Linked DNA regions of Macaca mulatta: region 2 is linked to region 1. Evidence: chromatin contacts called from public Hi-C data. All regions are on one chromosome and are shown on one strand. Each heading gives the region's core, a stretch centred on a gene start, on an enhancer-like site or on the middle of the called end of the contact. The rest is flanking DNA. Distances are from core to core; before and after follow the strand shown.

What was found. Hi-C and Micro-C count contacts between places; a contact is called where the count stands out from the background.
Region 2: a Hi-C map of liver shows a contact between it and region 1, with 3 times the contacts expected there. The contact joins the promoter of GPATCH8 here to the promoter of ATXN7L3 in region 1. A contact is called at or near these places in 2 of 14 Hi-C or Micro-C datasets (fetal cortex germinal zone and liver).

What each region holds. Positions count from the first base shown.
Region 1 is chr16:68,571,387-68,575,668 of T2T-MMU8v2.0, forward strand. It overlaps ATXN7L3 (ataxin 7 like 3), which reads right to left and starts at 1,472. Exons shown (of 13, transcript XM_077972024.1): 1 at 1,123-1,472. It overlaps LOC144335760 (a long non-coding RNA gene), which reads left to right and starts at 431. Exons shown (of 2, transcript XR_013406909.1): 1 at 431-554.
Region 2 is chr16:68,877,725-68,881,956 of T2T-MMU8v2.0, forward strand. It overlaps GPATCH8 (G-patch domain containing 8), which reads right to left and starts at 2,585. Exons shown (of 11, transcript XM_077971936.1): 1 at 2,515-2,585.

The sequences.
Region 1 (4,282 bases), core at 222-2,721:
AGCAGCTCACCCTAGGTCCCCAAAACTCAAACCCCTCTTTGATACCCATGGTGCAATGCAGCAGGGGGAGGAGAAGGAACTCCAAGGCCTCAAAGCAAACCCACAGGGTGTGGCAAAGAACTGCACAGACTCCTAAATACACCCCCCCGCCTTCCCTAAAGACTCTCCTCAGAGTCACCTCTGCTTTCAGCCAGGATGTCCACTTGGGGGGGTACTGCTACCAGAAGTAGAAATGGCCCTAGGACCCTACAACCTTCACCCCACTCTGCCTTCCCTTGAAATCAGCCTGCCACTCCACGAGGGAAGCAGAGCTCACAGGAGCCTAGAGCTAAGGGACATTTCCAGCCACCATGAGCAGGAGCGGCGGGGCGGGGGGGGGGTGCCCGGTGGGGTGGCACGCCAGGAGCGGGCACTCCCCTTACCTGTTCTTCCTTTAAATAACCACCCACCCTCCCTCAGGACCAGCCCGGAAGTCTCTCCAAGAGCCCCAAAGTCCAGGAACCCCCACCCAAGGATTCAGACACAGCACCCACAGCCCAGGGCCCCTCGGAACGGTGGGTACGAGTTTCAGGAGCCGCCGGCCTAGAGTGGGGTGGGGACTGACGAATGAGCCGGGGGCACTGGGAAGGGTAGGAGGCCGGGCCTCGGCTCTTCCCCCGTCCCTGCGGCACTGCTGCTGCATCATACCGACTGGGGGGAGGAGAGCCGAGCCGCCGGGGCCGGCACCGGGCCGGGACAGACCGACCCCCAGAGAGTGGACAGAGTGGGACGCGTCCCGGCCCCTCTCCTTCCCCGCCCGCCAGCAGCCCCGGCCGGCCGGGGAGAGGAGTCCGGGAGGGTGTCTCTATTGTCCCGGGGGCTGGGGCCTGGCTCCCTAACAAAGGCCCCGCGCCCCCTCCCCGGCCGGCCCTGCCCCGCCCAAGGGGGACCCAGACGGGGGAGAGCTGGGGGCCCCGGCCCGGCCGGGAAGCTGGGGGAAGCCGGGCGTTTCCGCGTCGGCCCGGGGGGAGGGGAAGGGGCGCTGACCCAGACCTGGGGGGAGGGGGCCCAAGCCCCGCCTCGGGCCCCGCCCCCCGCCCCCCGCAGGCCCCTCCCCCGTCCCCGTCTCCGTCCCGTACTCACCCCGCCCGGGGGGCCGCGCCGGGGCCCGGCGGCCTCTCAGGGCCGCGTCCTCCGGCGGCGGCGGCGGCGGCGGCTGCTCCGGAGCCCCATGTCCGTCGGTCCGTCCTCGCCTCTCCCCGGGGCCCAGGGCCCGGGGCCGGGGGGTCGGGCCGCCCCCCCGCCTCGCCGCCTCACCGGGCGGCCATGGCCCCTTCCCCTCCCTTCTTGTCCCGTCGCCGCCTCCTCCTCCTCACCTCACCCCGCCCGCGCGCAGTCCGCGCGCCGTCCGCGCGCCCCTCCCCCCGCCCCCCACTCCAGCCCGCCTCTCCCGGGCGGGGGGTGCGGCGCGAGCCCGGAGCGCGCGCGCGTGTGCCGCGACCGGAGGATGGATGGATGGAGCGAGCGAGAACGCGAACGTGCGCGCGCGCGCCCCTCTCCCCCTCCCTCCGCGCGGGCGCGAGGCCAAGCGCGAGCGCGCTCCAACCTCCTCCTCTTCCTCCTCCCGCCCCTCCCCAACACCCCGCCCTCCCCCTCCCTTCCTCTTCCTTCTTTCGCTTTCGCGCGCCCAGCGACTGCTCGCGCCTGCTAGAAGGGCCCGAGCGCGTGCATCTGCCCCGCGGCCGCAGCTCGGCAGCATTTGCTCCAGGGGGCGGGGACCGGGAGGGGAGGAGGGGCGCCACGCCGCCGTCCAAAGTACCGGCGGACGGGGACGGGGGCGGGGAGATGGGCGGGGCCTTCGCGGACCTCCCCGACCAATCGCCGAGAGGCCTCGGCCCGGGAGGCCCAATAAGATGGGGGTGGGTGGGGCGGCGTTCAAGGTGAGGTGCGCGGTGCGCTGGGGGCGGAGACATTGTGCCGTCCCGGCCGGCTCGGGGGCGGGGGCAGCGGGTGGCGTCGAAAGAGAGCGCCGGCTCCTAGCCGATCCTGGGACGCCTTCCGGCCCAGGCTTCCCCGCCCTTCCCTCGGGGCTCCCCGCTCTCTCCCCCCCCTCCGCTCCCCCCTTTACCCCGAGGCGTGCAGCCACTTCTGTGAAGAGGCCAGACTTGAAGTGGGGCGCAGTTAGGACCTCGGAGCGGAAAGCCCGTAGAATCGAAGGGGCTCGCCCGCGCCTCAGTTCTCCTGGTTTCTGGGCGGGTCTCAGCCCACGCCAGGCCTGCGGACCAACAAGCGGCCGAGATGAGGGTCCGCTGCTGAGGTCGGAGGCCAAGCTGCGCCCTTCTGCGCGGAGCGCCCTCCCCACCCCTCATCCTAATTTAGATCCCACACCTGCTTGCCTTTCCTGCTTCCGGAACCCACGCTGGACCCCCCACCCCTCAAGACAGCCTGCCTGGCACTGGCCAGATCCTTCCCCCGACCCAGTGCTTTTCTCCTGGGTGCAGAGTGTCCCTATGCTCACGCTCTCAGTCCCTCTTTAGGAAGGAGCGGGCCTTTTCCCAGCCGCGGTGGATGGCTGGATTGGCGCTTTCATCTCGGTTACTCTGTGTCTGGTGTCCTGGAACGGTTGTGTGACAGCCCTCTCCCCTCAAGAGATAAGATTAAAAAGGAGGATAGTCTGAAATCACATACTTGGAGCCATCTTTGGTTTTTAGTTTTCCGCAAATATTTTATTCTCACCGATTTCTCCTGAGAAACAGCAAACATTTATTGAGGCGATATTCCAGAGTAGTTAAGATCAGGCGTCTGATTTGAATTTAAATCGTTGGATCTAGCAAATGAGTTTCCTCTGCCTCAGTTTCCTCTGTTGTCAGTGGGCATAATGATAGTCCTATCTCATTGCGTTGCTGTAGTGATTAACAAGTCAGTGCATGTGAAACTCTTAGCTCTGTGTAAGTGCTTGGTAAATCTTAGCTGTTATTCTTACGGTGCTCCAGGTGCTGGGACAAAAGATGATATAAGACAGTTGTGCTTCTTCAAGAAGTTCACTGTCTTGTGGGATAGACAGGTAGGATAATAATTGCAAAAGAGTGTGACGAAAACAGCAGAGAGAGAACAGAGGTAGCCAGAAGGAGACATCAAATAATGTAAGAGAGTTGGTCAAGAAAGGCTTCTTGGGTTGGGCGGGGTGGCCCAGGCCTGTAATTCCAGCACTTTGGGAGGCCAGGAGCTCAAGACCAGCCTGCAAAAATGCAAAAATTAGCTGAGTGTGGTGGCATGCTCCTGTAATCCCAGCTACTCAGGAGGCTGAGGCAGGAGAATCGCTTGAACCTGGGAGGCGGAGGTTGCAGTGAGCTGAGATTGCACCACTGCACTCCAGCCTGGGCGACAGAGCGAGATGCTGTCTCAAAACAAAACAAAAAAGAAGAAAAAGAAAAACTTCTTGTAGTGGGAGATGAACCAGGTAAAGGTAGGCCAAGAAAGCATTGGATATCCCCAACCGGAAGCTTCAGAAGCCTGGATCAAGCTGAAACAGAGGATTGGGTGGCAGAATAGCTGGAGGTGAGCAGGCTGGATCATACAGGACAAAGCAAGTAGGTGTTGAAAGTTTCGCCTGTAAGCCATGAGGAATCCTCAAGGGGAATCATTCACCAGACTTATATATTTAGTAGATCATGCTGGAGTGTGGTCTGGAGAATAACTTAGAAGCAGTAGGTTTTTTTGTTTTGTTTTGTTTTTTAGCGTTTTGCTCTGTCACTCAGGCTGGAGTGCAGTGGTGTGATCTCAGCACACTGCAACTTCTGCCTCCCGGGTTCAAGCGATTCTCATGCCTCAGCCTCCCTAATAGCTGGGATTACGGGCACATGCCACCTTGCTCAGCTAATTTTTGTTTTATATTTTTAGTAGAGACAGGGTTTCACCATGTTGGCCAGGCTGGTCTCGAACTTCTGACCTTAGGAAAGCCACCTGCCTCAGCCTCCCAAATGCTGGGATTACCGGCATGAGCCACTGGGCTTGGCCAAAAGCAGGTTTTTGTTACTGATTGGGGTGTATGGAGGAAAGGAGAGGGAGGTCTCGAAAACACCTTTAACTAGGATGGGGAACTCAGGGGAGGACATGGGAGGATGACTTCACTCTGGGATATATTGAGGTTTCTGTGGGATCAGCTGATGGAGACCCGAAAGGTGATTGAACTTAGATCTGGCACAGAGAAGTAAGCTAGGTTTTCAGGAACTTCAGCAACATAGCCTCAGCCTTGTTTTTCTCTTATCTCCCACCTCCTTTTCAGGAATTCTTCCCGCCAGTG
Region 2 (4,232 bases), core at 1,335-3,834, 310 kb after region 1:
TAAGGAGGCCACGTTTAATTTTGAATAACCTGAAGCCGAAAATGTTTCAGATACATTATTCACAGGAGAATCCTATTACATTACATTCTCTCACCAATAACTTTGAATCAAAAGACATCATTAAGTGAAAGACAATCTGTATTTTTCCCTTTATTAAAACACACAGAAAAATACCACTTCATTTTTAAATAAAAGTACTTTAAATGAATGTTATAAATTAACATAATTTATAAAAGTTTTAACATCTTCCAACTGTCTAAAAAGGTTTCCATTCCCAATACCTTATTTACCCAAAATGCTAGGACATCTGAATTTTAAAAACCAACATTTTCGGCCGGGTGCGGTGGCTCACACCTGCAGTCCCAGCACTTTGGGAGGCCGAGGCAGGCGGATGACGAGGTCAGGAGTTCGAGACCAGCCTGGCCAAGACGGTGAAACCCCATCTCTACTAAAAATACAAAAATAAGCCGGGTGTGGTGACAGGCGCCTGTAGTCTCAGCTGCTCGGCAGTCTGAGTCAGAAGAATCGCTTGAACCCGGGAGGGGAAGGTTGCAGTAAGCCGAGATGGTGCCACTGCACTCCAGCCTGGGCGACAGAGTGAGATTCCGTCTCAAAAACAAACAAACAAAAAAAACCCCAACATCTTCCTGGCTGACCCAACTTAACGGGTTGGTTCTTTCAACATAGAAGCAGAAAATGAACTATACATATCATCTTCAAAGGACTACCATGAAACCAAAATCAGGTTTTGCAATACCCAACTAAAGCATCAAAAGAGAGGGTCATCTTACTTAGAAACTGAGTATTGAAAAAGTAGAGGCTAACCCCCTCAATTTTTTTCAGGAAACAGCATTCACACTCTGCTATCCACAATTTTCAAAATCTTCATTAAAGGCCCCGAAAATCCTGTTTGTTAAGCCTGCTGGAATTCTGTGGTTGACAGTCATCTTTCCTCAAAATTTAATTGTCCATATTATCTATTTTCGATTTTATTAGGTCACCTTGAGATTCTCTCCTCTGAAAAGCATTTGCGGGCTTTAGTTATCAATAGGTCTCTATTGGTAATTTAAAAATCAATAAAGCTCATCATACACCTTGCAGCCTACTCATATTTTATAGTGCTTGCTAAAATATACATATATTTCTCAGGGATCAAAAGGCTAATATGAACTGCTTCAAACTTTGGTGAATCTGCATTATATCCTTAGAACACCTTGAGATTCTTCTGTATTGTGCTGCAGCTATACAGCAAGCGCATGATCACAAGGCTTTAACAGCCCCCAGATCCCTTACTGCTGCAAAACTTCTCATAAGCGTTCTATGTACTACCTTGTTAACAGTGCTGAGTTAAAATTGTTAAACTGCTTTATCTATTTATTTACCAGTCCTATCATCTCAGGGAATTCAAACTCTTTAAACTGCATTCTGAAACACACCTAGAGTGCTTTCCTATTGCTTTGAGTAGGATCTGCAGCCGGATAAAAACTTGAGTTCTGAGATTCATCCCCTGACCCAAATTGCAGTTGCCAGGATATGCGGTAGTAATGCAGAGGTTTTTTTTGAGACTCTACGGATGTATTTTACCTAGAAATAGCCAATCTCTACTAAATCCCTTTTAGTCGTCGAGATTTCCGCGGTAACAATTTCAACAGCAAGGTATTTTCAACAACGAAAAAACGAGTTATTCTAATTTGGCCTTTATTTTTTACTCAATAGAGCTTGCCATCGTAAGGGCATTTTACCATACCAACATTTGCAATTGAAAAAAGAAAAATCAAGCTTTTGGCACTAGTGACCCCACGCGTGGAAGGTCCATTATCATTACGCTTCTTACAAATCTTTCGAGATAGGATTTGAGGTTAGGCTCACATCGGATCATAGTCCAGTAACTTACTGTTTTCCAAGCCCAATTAACAGCCTAATAACAGCAGCAACACTTATGTCCCGGGAAATCTTAATGTATGACTAACCAATAAGGCGTCTGATAACGAATGCAACCTTTTCCCAGGTAAGGAAAAGGAAAAACAGACAATGAAAGCAACTGATTCATCACAGTGAAAAAAGAAAAGAGAAGGACCCCAAAAGGATCCGTGAGAGCAAAATCCCGGGGTTCGGAAGCCTTGGCCTCAGCAACACTCGCCCCCAAGTCCTCCCAGCCCAACCCAACCACCCCTCTGGTCCCCTGGGAGCCAGCCCTTTGCCGGCACAGGCCGGGCAGACCCGGAGGGCACAGCCCCCCACAGAGCTCCCAGGCCCGGTTCCCAAATCCGACGCCAAACAGGCGGAAGCCGCAAGCCCCGCGGCCTGAGTTTCAGGGGTAGAGAATGCGCGTGAGAGGAGATGCGGCCTCCCTCAAGCCGGGAGGCCTCTTGAGAAAGCAGAGACGGGAGAAGAGAGAGCCAATTCGCAAGTCGGAGCAAAACCTGGAAGGAAAGAGGGCTGGGAGCCGGAGATGAAGGACATTCTGGGCTAGACCAGCGCCTTCCCCGCATCCTCGGCGACGCCCGTGTTTACCTGAAAGTCTCGGTCCTCGTTGAAGCGGGAGAAGCGGTCCGCCATTTTGCCGCCTTCACTCCTCTCAGGACGACGCTCTCCGGTTCGCTCCTTCCCTCCTGCGACACCCGCCCCTCCCCGGTTCCCCGCCTCCTCCCACGCCCACCGGGCGCGCGCAGCCGAGGGAGGGAGCGAGAATGCGCGTCCTGACTGGAGCCCCGCAGCGCAGGCGCCTGCCAGCCCTGGAGGCTGACCCTTCCCTCCAGCCCCTGCTCCGCGCGCGACCCGGAGCGACCCCGGTGGCCGCGCGTGCGCACTCCCGCCCAAGAGCCGCGAAAGCTTCCGGAGGGAAAGGTCAGAAGGGGCACCGTGCGGACGAGTCTGGATGTTTTGCTGTGGCTCACTTCCGGGTATCTTTTCTCACTGTCGCTTCCCCGTGTGCGCAGAAGTCCATCGTCTTTACTAAATTTTTGGAAGCATAATGTTGGGCCTAAAGCGCGACTTTAGAGCCATACTACTTTGTTTCGAATCTCAGCTCACCCTGAGGATTCAACGGTGAACGAGACAGGAATGGTCTCTTATGGGGATTTCATTCCAGTGGAAGAAGTCACATAACTCGTAGAATAAATATTTTTAAATATCAATAAGTGCCACAAAAAAGTAAAACTGGCCGCAGTGCTGAGAGGGACAGTCTCTGAAGGGACCTTTGACCCGAGGCACAGCGAGGAGCCCACAGCATTGGGGCATAGGGAACATTAGACCCAAAGGCCCAAAGACTGCAAGGAGCTTGATATCTAGCCATCCTTTGAGAAAAGTATTTCTCAAGGGACCGAAGTTGATCCAAATCGACTAAAGCTCTCTGGGCTTCAGTTTCCTTTTTATACAATAAGGAAGCTGGATTCAGTAATCTCTGCTGCTCCTGTCTAGCGCTGACTGTGAGTTAAGATTCAGATTTTTCCATCCCTTTTGAGGACCTCACCCAGCGCTCCAGCACTCTTAGCCAAAATACATAAACACATAGAAGGGTGGTAGGACTTCCTCCTTTTGAAAAGAGTAGTTGACAGAAATCACACAATGGAAAAATGGCTCTTACCTTGCCCTGAAAGAGTCAAATGGAATGTAATTTTTTGAGGAAGGATATGTATTTTCTAGTTGTTACCCTTTGCCTCACCCATGCTTCAGCCTACACTTCCACCTAAGGGGAGGCAGGGCACACAGAATTCAAACATTGTGGGGTTTTTTTTTTTTTTTTTGAGACGGAGTCTTGCACTATTGCCAGAGTACAGTGGCGCCATCTTGGCTCACTGCAACCTCCGCCTCCCAGATTCAAGAGATTCTCCTGCCTCAGCCTCCATAGTAGCTGGAATTACAGGCGCCCGCCACCAAGCCCAGCTTTTTGTTTGTTTGTTTGTTTGTTTTTTGAGACGGAGTCTCACTCTGTCACCCAGGCTGCAGTGCAGTGGCGTGATCTCAGCTCACTGCAAGCTCCGCCTCCCGGGTTCACGCCATTCTCCTGCCTCAGCCTCCCGAGTAGCTGGGACCACAGGCGCCCGCCACCACACCCGGCTAAATTTTTGTATTTTTAGTAGAGACGGGGTTTCACCGTGTTAGCCAGGATGGTCTTGATCACCTGACCTCGGGATCCACCTGCCTCGGCCTCCCAAAGTGCTGGGATTACAGGCGAGAGCCACCACGCCGGGCCTTTTTTTTTTTTTTTTTTTTTTTTTAAATATATATTT